2 separate regions of the Macaca mulatta genome follow, and region 1 is linked to region 2. The links are chromatin contacts, called in public Hi-C maps. All regions are on one chromosome and are shown on one strand. The core of a region is the stretch at or near the end of the contact, and the rest is flanking DNA. Distances in the headings are between cores, read along the strand shown.

Evidence for each region. Hi-C and Micro-C count contacts between places; a contact is called where the count stands out from the background.
Region 1: a contact with region 2 is called in a Hi-C map of fetal cortical plate, with 2.7 times the contacts expected there. The contact joins the promoter of LSM8 here to the promoter of CTTNBP2 in region 2. A contact is called at or near these places in 2 of 14 Hi-C or Micro-C datasets (fetal cortex germinal zone and fetal cortical plate).

What each region holds. Positions count from the first base shown.
Region 1 is chr3:157,715,616-157,718,365 of T2T-MMU8v2.0, reverse strand. It overlaps LSM8 (LSM8 homolog, U6 small nuclear RNA associated), which reads right to left and starts at 1,258. Exons shown (of 4, transcript NM_001266597.1): 1 at 1,099-1,258. The coding sequence starts at 1,129. It overlaps LOC114677016 (a long non-coding RNA gene), which reads left to right and starts at 1,351. Exons shown (of 2, transcript XR_013415933.1): 1 at 1,351-1,431.
Region 2 is chr3:157,409,158-157,411,971 of T2T-MMU8v2.0, reverse strand. CTTNBP2 (cortactin binding protein 2) reads left to right here and starts at 1,384. Exons shown (of 23, transcript NM_001168625.1): 1 at 1,384-1,556. The coding sequence starts at 1,476.

The DNA.
Region 1 (2,750 bases), core at 9-2,508, 310 kb before region 2:
CTCAGGAGTTCAAGGTTGCATTGAGCCATGATCAAGCCACTGCACTCCAGCCTGGGCAACACAGTGAGACCCTCGACTCAAAAAAAGAAAGAAAAAAAATTTTTTAAAAGCTTGTTTTAGTTTTGTGATAATTACATGACTAAAAAAAGGAAAAAATAGAAAAGAAAACCTCTTTCTGTATGTGATCGGTGTATCCTATCTCAAAATATCCTGGATTTTTGACACTTTTCTACTAGGAATGCTGCCAATCTATTATTTCGGACAGGATATTTCGTTTCTTGGGCCTGTTTATATCTAAAATGAAAACTGGATGAGTACTAAATTCATCGATGTTGGACGATTTTCAAGCATGTTAAAAAACTGTCTTCCGGGGCAGGCTTCTGTAATTCAAAAGTAAATAAACTATATAATCAGTGTCACAAGGTACTAACAATGCCTGTAACATTAAAAGCATTCGGTATTTAATTTTTGTCACCCAGTTTGTACCTGAACTTAACATAGTGTTTTTGTTCTGAGACTTTAAAACGGTAACACTTGTAAAGTCTATTTTAAGACTTCCCGTGGGGTTGTTACTTGCTCCTCACTATAATCCATTACAACAGCAAGCATTTTTTTCATTCCACCACCAGGTAGGGTCTTCAAGTGGTAAAGGGACAGAAACAGTCTGTGAACCATCGTTAAACTTTCTGCTATCCTCGAACTAATGAGCATATTATGTGAATAAAACAAGTACACAGATTTGCAAAACTGTTGTCGCAGCCAGGACGACTGTTCATCTTATTTACAAACTTGAACACTTATGCCCTAGGGAAATAGTAAGGAAGAATCAAGAGCGTAATTTTTTTTAAGACAGAAAAGTTCGGAAAAATCACACTGGGTTTTTATTTGGCTTTTGTAGACAAAATGGAAAGGACCCCTGGGCCCGCAGCAGCTGGCAGGCTCTAGGCGCCGCCGCCGAACTCTGGGTCATTCCGGGGTCCTCATCTCGCCCGCCCCCAGGATCCCGCCGCGGCCGGGCCTCCCAACTTCCCACCGATCCCCGAGCGGCGGTCTCTCCGCGGCCCCGGCTCACGCCCGCGGCGGCCAGCTTGAGGATACGGTTGATGTAGTTCTCCAAGGCGGACGTCATGCTGCTCGGACCGGCAGTTCCGGATAACGCAGTGGTGCCGGCCACAAGCAGAACTGAAAGGGCGCGCCAGAACTCGGCAGCGGTTCGCGTCTGCGAGCCGCCGCAAATATCGTGAGAGTTGCTGCTCCGCAGCCCTTTGACTCGGAAATTGGGACGAACTAGCCAACCAAACAGAAGCAGCGCCGCTCTGACGAGAGAGTGCGCGTGCGCAGTGTGTTTTCGCTGTAATTCTGGGCCGTGTTCCGGAAGCCGTGTAAGACAAAGGGAACGAGAGGCGGAAAAAAGGAGGACGCTTCCCGAAGGTGGGGTACGAGAGAGAAGTTGGGGGAGAGTGGGTTTCCAATCCGAGTAAAACCCAGTGTGGTGGAAGATAATAAGTGAAAATGTTGAGGTAGAGCAGGCAGGAAGAAACAGGATAAGGCGTTTTTTATTAGGAGTGAAGGAGGAGAGTAGACGAGCGCTGTTGTGTGAAATGCGGGTGCGGGTAGTTGAATCCCTAGTTTTCTGCAGCAGGAGCCGAAAATAACACTAAAAATAAGTCCAGTTGGCCGGGACAAAGTTGCGCACGTTATAACCACACGGTGTAAGCGTCTTAAGAACTCAACAATGAAATGCACGTTCGTATGTTCTGCTTTTGTCTCTAAAAGTGGTCCAAAATGGAGGTGTTTTTACTTTTTAAAGAAACTAAATGTAAATAGAAAAAGGTGTGTGACCATCCCTTAGAAAACGAATGTTCACGCTTCTACCACGCCGGGATGGTCTGCCGGAATTCTCCAGGGTGAAATTAATAAATAAAAGGCTCCTTCAGCACCAAGAAAGGACTGATGCAGGAAGGCACCAAACTTGGTTCTAATCTTGGCTCTGCTAACGTATTGGTGTCATTGCACAGGTCACTTCAATTCTTCTGGGCCTCAGTTTCCTTATAGTGCCATAGGTATCATTTCAGATATTTCCCAATGTGATACTGTTCCCACTTTATTTACTGTGTTGCCCTAACTTGAGAGAGCTTGAAGTTAGAAAGAGATTTATACACAAAACATCAGCAGGAGCGATTTCCCTTTTTTACAAAATATCTTTATGATTTAGGTTAAACATGTATTTTCTTAAGAATTGTGGCTTTGGAATAACTCTTGCAATGTCAGCAGTTTTCCTGGGAAAAGGAAGCATTTCTTAATTAGAGCATACCCACAAGATACCTACAAGATGACTCCCAAATAGTTAAAATTTTATATTCTGGAAGTTATTCCGATCTGTTTGAAATCAAATGTAGTCAGGAATTAGATTGTGAATGTCTCATATTCTCAGGGTAACAAATGAAAGTGTCTTCCACAAATGAAAGAACAAAGATAATTGTGTGATTTGCAAATGTTAGGAGTTGAATCAAAACCCAAAGACTAATTAATGATTAACGAGGTGTTAAGAGTTTTGTTTAAAACAAAAAAATTGCTGGGAGTGTTGGTGTATGCCTGTAATCCCAGCTACTCTGGAAGCTGAGGCAGGAGAATCGCTTGAACCCGGGAGGCGGTGGTTACAGTGAGCTGAGATCACGCCATTGCACTCCAGCCTGGGCGACAAGAGCGAAACTCCATCTCAAAAACATAAAAACTAACCTCTGTGTGAT
Region 2 (2,814 bases), core at 135-2,634:
ACTTTTCAGTTTATTAATCAATCCCTTTTAGGGTCTTTGCAGAAAAGATTTTCTCTGCCCTGGTTTGTGTCATATTTGGGTCTACTTTGGAAAGTGGAGCAATTAAAGAGTCAAAATCTGTCATTAGGAGCCTGCCGAAAAAAAAAAAGAAAGAAAAAAGAAAGAGAAAGAAAGAAAGAAGAAAGAGAGAGAGAGAAAGAAAAAAAAAGCTTTGATCTGTAACCCTTGGACTGAACATTCCAGTCATTCATCTTCCAAAATTTCAAGTGCAGGATTTGGTTGTGGTTTGAGTTTACGTCTTTGAGACACAGCTTGAACGTCTCGATTTGATTTTATGCATTCGACACATTTTTAGGGATCTGGTGATTTCACAAGGGCTGTACCATATGGTCTTGGTGAGGTGATAGATTTTCACATTCTGGAAATTGGCAGCAAAGGGTAGGAACCGAATTAGATGTGGGAAGGGAAAATTAAGAGTTTGGGCCTAATTCACTCATCTCACGAAAAATCTTCTGAGACGTGTAATTCCCATAAAATCTATTTTTACAAAGGTGGCTTTTGTTTGGTTGTTTTTGGTGTATATGTGCACGTGTCCTCACACTACGGAGTAATTTTTTAAAATTGTCTCAGAAGTAGAGGGCATGACATTTAGCTTTTAAAGCTATGACATTTAACACTTCTTGGTGAGTCCTTCAGGAGAGACTTCAGACTTGGGGGGTCATAGGATATAAAACAGCCCACTACACGTTCCCCGAAAAGGAGATTGTATAGAAAGTTAAGAGCTGAGGGGCTGGTGCCTCGTACTAAAAGAAAACAGGACAGACAAATCGTTTTCATCTGAGAATTGTTTTTGGAGAAGGACTAGAGTCAACGATAGAATAAATCAGAGCCAGGTGTGTATATATATTGGGAGGGTAAAAATACCCTGGCGGCAATGAAATTTAAGAAAGAGCAGTTTAAGAAGAAAGGGGTGCTCTATGTGATTCCTCGCGGTGGGATAGAGGGAGCTGAAGTGTAGGATTTTCCCTGATCTTTCACAGAATTCAGATTCAGGAGGCCTGACATTTAATCCGGTCTGTGCACGGATTTCTCCGGCTTGGTGGGGGTTCTGCGGAATGCATTGCTCCTCGGGCGCTTTCTCCCTTCACCTCTTCCGTGGTCTTTGATCCCCAGTCCGCGCGCAGGGCCGCAGCGGAGCCAGGTCGTGCGCCCATTTCTCGCACCTCCACGAGCCAGCAGCTGGCCCAGCCGGGCGCGGGGCGCGGGGCGGGACCGAGGCGGGACCGAGGCGGGGCGCTGCGGCGCGCAGCGGGTTAAGCGGCGAGGGCGGTGGCGAGGGGCGGAGGGAGTGCGGCGGCTCCCGGCTTCCCGCGCCCGCGTCCCGGACAGCAGTGGGTTAAGCGCCGCCCGCGCGGAGAAGGCTGAGTCCGGAGCCGCGGCTCCGAGCTCGCATTCGGATCCGCTAGAGCAGGAAGATGGCGACGGACGGCGCGAGCTGCGAGCCCGACTTGTCCCGGGCCCCGGAGGACGCGGCGGGGGCCGCGGCGGAGGCGGCGGTAACCGAATTCCTGGGGCGGGCGCGGGGCGAGTGTAGACGCGGGCTGGGGGCGGCGCCGGGGTCCCAGCCGGACCCGGCTCCGCACCCCCGGGGCGTTCCGTAAGCCCGGGACCCTCCGGTGCCCCTTTCTCGGGGTGCCCACACGGCGGAGGCCGGTGGGAGCGGAGCGGCCACCCGGGCTAGGGATCCCTCCTGTCCCTTCCGCGCCCCACGGGAAGCGGCCCCGAGTCGCTCGGTTCTCCCAGCTCCCTGCGTGCGTCCAGTGCGACCCCTATGCTCACTCCCTCCGCTGCGGTCGCTTCTGACCGGGGGCGAAGGCTGGGACGTGTTTCCTGGCGAATTTGACCCCCCATTGTTCACCTCTCGCTGCGCGCGGGGTTGCGAGCGCTTGTCTCAGGGGTGCCTGGTACCGCTCAGCGGACCCGGGAGAGCAGCTTGGGGGAGGTGGGCCATCGCCCAGCAGGTGTGGGGATGCCCATTGTGTGCATCTGTTCCTGTGCCTTCGGGAGGCCCATTGGGAGAGGGCTCTGTCCTGCTGCGGCGCTGCTGCCGCTGAGGCCAGCGCTTTAGGTCCTAGCAGCCTGCTGCCCCATCACTTGGTGGTGGTGATTGGGGTCGGGTGGATGGGTTAGTTCTTCCCAAGGCGATGCCCGGGAGAGGTGGAGGTTCTGCACCTGGTTTCAAGACATTGTTCTTCTCTGGAGTCTAGAAGCTGAATGAGCTACCATTCATGACTGGTCCTTCCTTTCACCCCCCTGAATAACCCCGTGTAGAGACTCGCTGGTGGTTTCCAGCCTCTACCTTGGGGAAGGGCTGGACCCACATTTCCTGGGTAGAAAACGTTCTGAGTGTTTGAGAAGCAGCTTAGCAGGAGCTGCAAGGAGCTGCAGAGAAAGGCAGATCTAGGAGCGCCTCCCACTCTGGCCCAATCTGGCTGCTCCCGCCGAAGGATCGGGGTGGGATGGAGCGAGCGGGGCGTGGACGCCCCCTCTCTTCCTCTCAAGACCTGAGCAGAGTCCGTGCAGGAGCGGGAGAGGGCAGGGCCGGGCGTAAACAGCCGGGGCCGCTTTAACTTCCTCCCACCCTCTGGAGGTAGGGCTTTCTGGAGAGGGAGAGGAGAGATGTGGAGGAAGGTACTTGGGGTGAGAGGAGCTGAGCCTGGGAAGGGAAGGAGAAACCGAGAGGGGGAGGAGGACTGCTGATTTCCACTTGCAAAACTGGCAAGTTTTGATTTGAACTTTTGGGAAAATTGAGTT